Linked DNA regions of Zea mays: region 1 is linked to region 2. The links are chromatin contacts, called in public Hi-C maps. All regions are on one chromosome and are shown on one strand. Each heading gives the region's core, a stretch centred on a gene start, on an enhancer-like site or on the middle of the called end of the contact. The rest is flanking DNA. Distances are from core to core; before and after follow the strand shown. Region 1 has its middle 41 kb from the start of LOC103653592. Region 2 holds the start of LOC100216896 (40S ribosomal protein S14).

Region 1 (5,141 bases), core at 12-2,511, 220 kb before region 2:
GAAATCAATAGCAGAAATATTTCCATTCCCTAGTTTTTCTAGGGAGTTTTGGGGTGATCATGTGGGATATTTTTACTGTCCAGACGAGGGGGAAAACGGTGCAGAACTGGAACTCATCTAGAAACTGGTGACTCAGCTGTTGGTTTGTTGTGCTGTCAGTAAATGGAGCCCCATTCTTTTACCCTCTCAGCTCGGCAAGTAAAGATCTGCTTCAACCAGTCGCTGTGCTTGGGGTTACGTGGGGCATTTTACCGCCCAAGCGGAGGAGGTGTGGCAGACTGAAACTTATCCTGAAGGTGGTGACGCAGCTGATTGGAATTGCTGTCAAAGCCACATTAAACCACCACACCGTGTCCCTCTGTTCATGGATCCTGGGTGAAAGATAGTAGTGCAACCACGTGCCATAACTCTGTCTTTGTTGGAATTCCAGAGCCCTCTTTAACCGGCTCCTAGTGAACCCATCGTGCACACTATGTCTTGCTTGGAGTATTGGGTCTGAAACCATTCCTGCCTCTCTCCCATTACTTCGATTCTGGTCATTTGAAACTCAATAACTGATGTTCTATGACCATTCCAACTCTCTACTAAACATCACAGGGGTTTCCCAGTCCTATATCATTGGTTGCCTTGGACGTGGTGACCACGCCGAGCCTTTTCATCCTTTCATCGTGGTTAGCTGCTTCAAGGGTAAATTTCTTTTGCGCTATTTGTGTTCTATAGCCATTAAGTACTCGTAAAGCTCTCTGGCCGGGCCGTTTAAAGTTTCTCGTGGTGCAGTGCTTAGAACGGTATAGAATCTTTGGTGAATGCTGTTGTCTAGCATGTCCGCGTCGACCAGCGAGGCCAGTGTTCCCCAAGTCAATCAGTGTAAGAATCACATGTTAGATGTATTGTTGATGCTAGCTGCGGCATCGGATTAAACGCTACTGCCAAATGACCTTGGGCGTAGCTTAACCAAGGTTGCGCTCCTCCTGTCGTCGGATGTAGATGGGGTTCAGGGTCAGCACAGATCAATCCGGTTGAGGGGATTAGTCAACTAAGGCCAAAGTTGGTGCGGGAATGTTTATTTCCAATACAGTAGGTCACCTGTGGCGAACGCTTGTGCCATGGCCAGGTGCTCGACCTGGGTTACCACCGGAGGTGGGTAGAGGACCGGGACTCACAAATGAAGGAATAGAGGAGGGTCTCAGCGTAGATGTCAGTGAAACAAGAAACTAGGGCACCAGACTTTTGCGCTGTTAACTGATCTTACGAGGGGATGTTAGTATAAACTCCATATACGATCGTTGGCGGCCTGTGTGCTGCTGTTTTCCCTGTGTGCAGGGGCCGAGCCCATAAGTTTCAGCCATCACTGTTAAGTCATTTATCTTTTTCTTTTACCCGACAACAAATAGCTTACACTAGAAAATGTAGAAAAATGATAACATAGTGAAACAAATTTTTGAGAGTCCATGAAAACCTGTAGTTCCTGTAAAAAAATTAGCTATAGGATTTTTGTAGCAACTAGTAGATTTTTTATTTATTTAAAAGTACCTTTAAGAGGATTAAAATAATTTTAGAAATAAAACCGTAGGTCCAAAAACCATGAAAATTAGTGGGAAAATTATATACCTTTAAAATAGCTCCTGTTAAAAATCTTAGCCTGTTTAGTGTTGATTTACCTAGAGAACCACAAACTAGCTAGGTATATGTATTTAAAACCTTAACCTAGGTACTAATTTAGGGTTAAAACAAACTTGAATCATACCTAGTGTTAAACAGTAAATTGACTAACTAGAACTTGAATAATTCTATGATTTTTCTAAAGTAAGTTTAATATGATCCCTTAGATGAAGATTATACTACCCAGAAACATGAGTATAAATGTCATATGCTTAACTCAGAGTATGTAAGCCTTCCACCTCTCTTTAAATGAGAGTTTGCATAGCATCTCATTACATGAGCATTCATATACTTTGAATTGACTTGTAGAGCACCTTGAAGAAGAATTTGAAGTGGAAGTAGAAGGGGAGCTTGTTCCTTCATCTGAACCTTCTCCAACTGAGGTTGTCACCGAAGGTGCTCCGGAAGGTGCCCCATTTGGATTTGCTGCTAACTATAATATCCTAGTAGAAGAACCCGACTCTCCTCCTCACCAAGGCAAGCCCCAGTGCATTTGCCACCCTCCTTGTATTTACAAAATTTTATCACTTATATGATGCATTAGGTGATAGGAGTTGATTGATTAAACACTTGATGCATTACCATCCCTTGAAAGAATTGATTACCATACCTTGTCACCTGATTTATAAAAGCTAGAGATGCTTCATCATGCGATAGATTAAAAAAATTTGATCTATGACTCATAATTTCCAAAAGAAAATTGGCTTGGGATAATGAAGGAATCATATGCAGTGAGAAATTCAGTATCCAGGCATGGCCCCTCTGTCAGGTGCCAAATGTTTTGAGAAATAGCATAAGTAAACTTGAGGCCCGACGGTTGACTTGCACCAGAACGGAGTCTGGGTGTAGTGTCTCCGTCTGTGTCGATTAAGGACCGTACCGATTGTATGCCTGTTGATCTAGGACCTTTTAGCTAGCCACATACCTCATCATGGGTAAGCCTGAACCCGGCTATTCCATATGTGAAAGGACAACCGCGTACTGGGCGTGGGAGATGGTGGGAGTAGCAGTTATCCTCCTGGCAAGAGGCTGGATGGTAGGGTAATGTGCACCAGGGTAGCGCGCACCAGTTCATGTCGTGGAGGATACGCGGGAATGGTTGACATATGCAAGGGTTAAGTGCTACATATGTCGTGTGGTTGGAGATCCCCAGCTGGGTATTAATCGATTCGGATCGCCGTTACTTCTCGGTTATGAAGACTGGATCACTGCTCTGCATCGTAGTTAACAAGTATAACAAAGATTTAATTAAAAACAATCTAGTGTAGGCCAAGTGTATGATCTAGATTAGGCAAATCTAGATTCAGATTAGTAGATTAGAGTAACAACCTAACAAGTGAAGTAAAACTTGGCTTAAGGATCTACTTAGTAAGCTTTCTTTTCTGCAAAAAGAAGTCTTTGATAATTGATGAGCTTTTCCCTTGATTCGCAAAAGCTAGCATGCCCTTGAGAGTCTTTTCCTTAGTCGGGTAAGTCTTGCTGAGTAATTGCCTACTCATGGTTTTATTCCCTATGTTGTTGCAGGAAAGAATTTGATGACTTGGGCTTTATTAGTTGCTTCTTGTGGAGATCTTGAAGCTTAGGTTACTTATGTGTATCTTTTATGGAAAGGCTTCATCTTTCCAAGTATTGTAATTAAGTTATGCACTTTAAAGACTATCAGGACTTGTAAATATTATAACTCTTAGTGAAAGGGAATTAGACTTACACCTATTTCCTAAATGATTTTGGTGGTTGAATTGCCCAACGCAAATAAATTGAACTAACTAGTTTGCTCTAGTGCATAAGCTATACAGGTGCCAAAGGTTCACACTTAGCCAATAAAAAGACCAAGAGTTGGGCTCAACAAAGAGAGCAAGGGATAACCGAAGTGTGCCCTGGTCTGGCGCACCGGACTGTCTGGTGTGCCACCGGACAGTGTCCGGTGCACCAGGGGACTTCACGCTGAACTCCTCACCTTCGGGAAAATCCAGTGGCGCTCCGCTATAATTCACCGGATTGTCCGGTGCCCCAGGGAAGAGCGACTCTGGAACTCGCCCGCTTCAGGAATTTGCTCCGCTATAATTCACCGGACATGTCCGGTGTGCACCGGACTGTCCGGTGAGCCAGCGGAGCAACGGCTACTTCGCGCCAACGGTCACCTGCAGAAGCATTAAATGCGCGCCAGAGCGCGCAGAAGTCAGGCACGCGCGATGTGGCGCACCGGACACTCTACAGTGCATGTCCGGTGCGCCACCGGACATCCAGGAGGGCCCATCAGTAAGAGCTCCAACGGTCGGAACCCAATGGCCTGGTGACGTGGCTAGCGCACCGGACACTGTCCGGTGTGCACCGGACTGTCCGGTGCACCATGCGACAGACAGCCTCCACCAAACGGCTAGTTGGGTGGTTGGTGTTATAAATACCCCCAACCACCCCACATTCAAGTCATCCAAGTTTTTCCACTTCAACTACTTACAGGAGCTCTAGCATTCAATTCTAGACACACCCAAGAGATCAAATCTTCTCCAAACTCCACACAACGCCCTAGTGATTAGTGAGAGAGATTTGCTTGTGTTCTTTCAAGCTCTTGCGCTTGGATTGCTCTTCTTCTTTCTTTGATTCTTCATTGCGACCAAACTCACATGTAATTGAGGCAAGAGACACCAATCTTGTGGTGGTCCTTGTGGGAACTTTGTGTTCCAAGTGATTGAGAAGAAAAGCTCACTCGGTCCGAGGGACCGTTTGAGAGAGGGAAAGGGTTGAAAGAGACCCGGTCTTTGTGACCACCTCAACGGGGAGTAGGTTTGCGAGAACCAAACCTCGGTAAAACAAATCCACGTGTCACACTCATTATTTGCTTGCGATTTGTTTTCCACCCTCTCTCGTGGACTCGTTTTTATATTACTAACGCTAACTCGGCTTGTAGTTGTGATTATTTTTGAGAATTTCAGTTTCGCCCTATTCACCCCCCCTCTAGGCGACTTTCAATTGGTATCAGAACCCGGTGCTTCATTAGAGCCTAACCGCTCGAAGTGATGTCGGGAGAACACGCCAAGAAGGAGATGGAGACTGGCGAAAAGCCCACTACAAGCCACGGGAAGGCTTCATCGGAAGAGTCCCGCAACAAAAAGAAATGGAAGGAGAAGAAGGCCTCTTCCCACAAGTCGCATCGGAGTGGCGACAAGAAAAAGAAGATGAGGAAGGTGGTCTACTATGAGACCGACACTTCATCACCTTCCACATCCGGCTCCGACGTGCCCTCCATAACTTCTAAGCGCCATGAGCCCAAGAAGTTTAGTAAGATCCCCTTACACTACCCTCGCATTTCTAGACATACTCCATTACTTTCCGTTCCATTAGGCAAACCGCCAACCTTTGACGGAGAAGATTATGCTAGGTGGAGTGATTTAATGAAATTTCATCTAACCTTACTCCACAAAAGTATATGGAATGTTGTTGAGTTTGGAGCACAGGTACCATCCGTAGGGGATGAGAAT
Region 2 (5,646 bases), core at 413-2,912:
AGGTGGTACCCAAGGATGAGCCCCAGCAGTGAAGTCGGTCGCGGGAGGATGTTGGCCTCCCACTTTAAAAACAATGAACTTTTATGCGGGAGGGTGTTTTGTCTCCCGGGTCTGTAATAATAATACTTTATGCACTCATAGTACCCTAGTATTGCAATAATAATAATACTCTCTTTCTATAATTGAATGAATATAAATTAAGTTATTGTAATTTGCTTCCGCTTATTCTTTCCTCCGATGTGATGTAATATCTGCGTGACGGGTGAAGCGCTCTTGTGCGAAATGATGAAGATACAGTACCGAACTTGTCGAGTGATTATGTGCATCTACATGATTGTCTAAGATCCTTAGGACAAGGACAACTGTAGGTGGGCCTAATACCTTGGGAGGTTCCGTCACATCCGGTATGCACTGGACATGTCTGGTGCACCAGGCGAGCAATAGATCTTGGCCCATGCCAACGGTCGGCTATGCGATTAGCACCGGTCACCTCAGCAGGCAATGTTTGGGAAAGGTCACCAGACAGTCTGGTGCACCCGCAGATAGAAGGCAACGAGGGCCTTCCAAATGGGACTTCAACGGCTCCTAGGCCCCTTGAGGCTATAAAAGGGACCCTTAGGCGCATGGAGCAGTACACCAAGCATACTTTGAGCACACTACAACTCAGAGACTTTGTGACCACGCCTTCGAAGTGTTCTAGAGAGATTTAAGCGCATTTTCTGAGTTGTTGAACTGCCATTTTTTTGTTGCGCTATCTTCTTGCATTTGTGCATGTTGTTGCATCGTTGTGCTCTTGTGTGTGTATTCTATTCTGTCCCTTACTCCTGTTTTGATTGTGATAACTTGTGTAAGGCGTGAGAGACTCTAACTTGTGGAGGTTTCTCATAACCGGGATATTGTGAAACATAAGAAAGAACCTTGGTATTCAAGTTTGATCTTTGGATCAATTGAGAGGGGTTTGATTGCAATTCTCGTCCATTGGGACGCCACAACATGGAGGAGGCAATCATATTACGCTTGACGGAACCACGAGATACAAAGTGTCGTGTCTCTTGTGCCATTTACTTCTTTGTAATTTCTATCTCTTCATCGTTCCAATTATTCACTTGCGATATTGCTCTAAGTTTAAATTAAATCTTAATAGAGCAATCAAGTGAAAGGAAAATCTCTCTTTTCTCTATTCTCAAACTTGGTTTTCATTTTTTTCTAACTCACATTTTAGAACAAGTTTGTGTGGTTTGAGTTAAATTTTGTAGGATCACCTATTCACGCCCCTCTAGGTGCTCAGTCATCCGAGAGTTGGTCATCCGGTCCGTCTTGCAGAGTTAGTAGGCGGAGTGGGACGTTTTAAAGGGCCTATTTCGGGTACCCGCAACCTAAGTACTCGACAAGTACTCTATTTTCTATTTGTCGTATTTTAGTTTAAAAATAAACAGCGGACAATAAATATTCGAGAATAAAGATAGTATTATTGAAAAAAAGAAGATAGAATATTTAAGAGTCGCTATAATATTATTGAATAAATAAAAATTTGACTAGACATGATTAGAAAACTATCTACAAAAGGCCCATGGCCACGCATGGCCCAAAAGGCCCATGGCCACGCATGATCAACTGCTACTTATAGAGGCAGCGTACCCTCTTCCGCCGCTGTCCTCCCTAGCAAACCTAACGTACCCTCTTCCGCGCCGCCATGGTATGTAGCTTTGCCATCTCTACCTTTGCGTCCTCTATCAGATTTCAAAGCGAGCTCGTCATGACCGCTGTATTGCTGTTTTTGCGCCGATGGTCCGATGCTGTGCAGTCTGGGAGGAAGAAGACGCGGGAGCCCAAGGAGGAGAACGTGACGCTTGGCCCCGCTGTCCGCGAGGGAGAACACGTCTTTGGCGTTGCGCACATCTTCGCCTCCTTCAACGACACTTTCATCGTAAGACGCAGCAATCCCCGATTCGATTCCCATCCAATTCTGGGCTAAGGATAAGATCGAAACTTATGTGTATTTTTGTGTGGTGTTGCAGCATGTGACGGATCTGTCTGGAAGGGAGACGCTCGTCCGCATCACTGGTACTTAACTGTCTCACGTTACTTTTGCAAGTCCCTATGCTACTGAGATTATTGTCTGATTGCATGACATTGATATTGCTGGGTATTGACTACCATTGCAACGACAATGGTAATGTTGGTTTGCTTATTTACTATCATAGGCGCTTTCCTTGTAAAGAGATGTAGCTGTAGCTGATCTATGGTACTGAGGTTACTCTTCGATTGTGATGACATTATTTTTGCATATGCTTATTTGTGCTATTGGTTATTGACTGGTTCTTTCTTTGTAAATAGATGTAGCTGTAATTGATGAATATGCTGCTTAGTTTATCTGGTCGAGCTTGCCATTCACTTATTCATTTTTTTCAGTTGCATAGTTCCCCTGGATATGATCTCTAATACCACATTCGATGGACTTGGTGCTCTAGCTTGGTTTATTTGTAATAGAAGGAATGCTATAATGCAATGTTTTGTTTGGTATTGATGGCTAGTTGTCTTTCTCAAGCACAGCCCTTAAGATTGCCTCCCATCATTCACTTGGGGGTGTTTCGAGTCATAGCTGTGCAAGATTGATAATGAGTGTCCAGAGAGTTTTTCTCTGGATCCTCTTTCTTCCTGTTTGTCTTAGGTGTCTTCATTTTGCTGATGTGTATCCTGTTGTGTTTGCTTAGTCTTAGTCAGTTGCTTTTTGCGCTGATTTTACTGAGTCATTCCTGCTGGGTACCATCAGTAAACTGAATGGAGTTGCCTATATCATGGAAGTGAACATGATTTCTGTTTATTGTGTTGTATCAACTGTTTATTTGTTTAGTTGTGTGCAATCCAGTTGCACTTTGTTTTACCAGTTACTTTAGGCTTCTATAATCTGGCGCTGTATCAAATATCAAATCAATTGAGAATAATATCTAACTGCAGATTTGCTGTCATTGTAGAATATTTGCTCTGACAGCTGAACGTATGGCTACTGTTAGATAGCCAACCTGTCACGGTGTCACCTGTTGTGATTTAGTTTATATAGATGCACATAATATGCCATTTGTTCTGTTATGAGCTTTCAGACAGCTATTTATTGTTTTTATACCAGTTTGAGTTAGATTCAAGCTAATGTATTGTTTTGTCTACCGGACTCTTTTAAGTTGCAAGTTTTTTTCCTAAGCACCCAGGACTTTCTTTTTACGAGAATTTGACAATTTTTTGCACTGTCTAGGTGGCATGAAGGTTAAAGCTGATCGTGATGAGTCCTCGCCTTATGCTGCTATGCTTGCCTCACAGGATGTCGCGCAAAGATGCAAGGTATTGTCTTACTGTGGAAAATTACATTTGTTATCGGTAAGTTAGTTCAGTTTCTTATTTTCTCTTTGCAGGAGCTTGGAATTACTGCATTGCACATTAAGCTCCGTGCTACTGGTGGAAACAAGACCAAAACCCCTGGCCCTGGTGCTCAGTCTGCTCTTAGAGCTCTTGCTCGATCTGGCATGAAGATAGGCCGTATTGGTAAGCATGCTGACATATGAATTTTCCCTTTTGCATCTCTCGTTTATCTGTGCTAGATTTAAAAAGGTCCATATGTCTTCTGCTGTATATTATGCAGAACCAAGCTAAGTATTGCCTTAGTCTTGCCTAGTATTTTGGGGCTAATGGGTAAACCTGTACATGCCATGCTTGGCAAGGGACAAAGCTTCGGCTTGAGCAGCTATGGATAAGTTAAAATATTATCTGGCTATTGTTCTATAGTCTGGCCAACTGGCTGTTGGCATCATTGAACCAAACCCAGAGGGAGCCATGACTGTAGTCCTCAAGTTAAAATAAATTCGCTGATTTTAGATATCATACATGAACTGTTGAATGTACTGTGCATATACTTGTTTGAAAAAAAGGCTTTATGACAAATGAAACTTTACCATGGTTGCTAGAAATATTTATAAGAATGTAGTTATCTTGCTTTGGGAAGTTATGGCATCAAAATTTACCGTGGTTTCTAGAAGTATTGGTAGAATGTTGTATTTCTCTTGCATAACCTGGGATTTCATTGTGTACAGAGGATGTTACTCCAGTCCCCACAGACAGCACACGCAGAAAGGGTGGTAGAAGAGGAAGGAGGCTGTAATTTCGAGTCCTGACGTGGTGCCCTGTCAGATGTAGCAGTTCAAGTCTGTCTGCATCTAATATACTGAGTTATTAGGTTTTGTATCGATTGAAGTTTTGAGTGAACTCTTGAATGCTTACCAATACTCATTCTTGACATGGCATACAACATAGCAGCACAATTACAAGAGGCCCTACTGACTGTTTGTCTGTGTTTGATCGGTACTGGGGAGCGGTGTCAACCTATGGTTTCGGGTGACCCTAACAATGGACAGCATGTTCCTGACTTCCTATGGCTTTAATCTGAACTAGCTACATCTGAACTAGCTTGTCTCTATAGATTACAGCTGTAATGGTCCGAACAACTAGGTTTAATTTGAAGCAATCAGCCCGTGGTTTAACCAAAGGTTTTCAATGTCTACTAGTTGAGTGCCCGTGCGTTGCAACGGTAATATATAATACCAGTATACTATGATAACTTATATATAAAATGTATGTTATATTATTATGAGAAAATGTTTCATAATCAATTTGTGATCCTAGCCATACATAAATTTTGTTAATTTAATCTAGTTGTTTCACCACTACATTGCAACCAACAGTATCATGCAGACTTCGATATATGCTACGATTTGTATGGTCTCATCATTTGAGAGCACGTTTCACACATGCTGGAAGAAATTTCCTCGTACATCGTTAGTCATCAGACACGTACCACCATACGCTCTTGTTTAAACAAAAAGGTAAGTGTGTGTTTGCGAAGAGAATTAAAGGCAGGTCGGCACAAAAGCTACCCTGACGGTGGCGAGGATGACGAACTGGTCACTATGTCGATCCTCCTCTATGTCACCTCCGACGCTAAGATGACGCCACAATCCTCGATATAGTAGTCGTCGAACGCGCGCGACATGACGAGTACCGATGACTCTTGGTTGAGCTACCAAACGAAGTGCACACCGGGCTCATCAGCGACTCCACTACTGTCGGGGACCATGATTAGGGGTACCCTCAAGTCTCCTAATTCTCAGCTGGTAACCCCCATCAGCATAAAGCTGCAAAAGTCTGATGGGTGCGTTTAAGTCAGGGATCGGTCCATTCGAGGGACTCGATCACGCCTCGCCCGAGCCTAGCCTCGGACAAGGGCAGCCGACCCCGGAGGATCTCCGTCTCGCCCGAGGCTCCCCTCCAGCGACGAACATATTTCCGGCTCGCCCGAGGCCCTGTCTTCACCAAGAAGCAACCCTGACCAAATCGCCGCGCCGACCGACCAAATCGCAGGAGCATTTAATGCAAAGGTGGCCTGACACCTTTATCCTGACGCGCGCCCTTCAGTCGACAGAGCCGAAGTGACCGCCGTCACTTCGCCGCTCCACTGACCGGCCTGACAGAAAGACAGCGCCGCCTGCGCCGCTCGGACTGCAGTGCCACTTGACAGAGTGAAGCTGACAGGCAGTCAGGCCCGGCCGCAGGCACCAAAGGAAGCTCCGCTTCGCCCGACCCAGGGCTCGGACTCGGGCT

Evidence for each region. A called contact is a pair of places that touch in the nucleus more often than the background predicts.
Region 1: a contact with region 2 is called in a Hi-C map of leaf, with 4 times the contacts expected there. The contact joins the enhancer-like site here to the promoter of LOC100216896 in region 2. A contact is called at or near these places in 3 of 25 Hi-C or Micro-C datasets (ear, leaf and tassel).

What each region holds. Positions count from the first base shown.
Region 1 is chr4:113,425,266-113,430,406 of Zm-B73-REFERENCE-NAM-5.0, reverse strand. No RefSeq gene overlaps it. Among protein-coding and RNA genes, the nearest start is that of LOC103653592, 41 kb to the left of the region's middle. Within about 2 kb of position 1,261, at least 5 of the 20 cell types and tissues checked have an H3K27ac peak or open chromatin away from gene starts, as enhancers often do. A contact at or near this core is called in leaf, where this site is marked.
Region 2 is chr4:113,207,474-113,213,119 of Zm-B73-REFERENCE-NAM-5.0, reverse strand. It overlaps LOC100216896 (40S ribosomal protein S14), which reads left to right and starts at 1,662. Exons shown (of 6, transcript NM_001143283.1): 1 at 1,662-1,696; 2 at 1,805-1,927; 3 at 2,019-2,064; 4 at 3,251-3,336; 5 at 3,408-3,537; 6 at 4,083-4,413. The coding sequence starts at 1,694. The coding sequence ends at 4,150.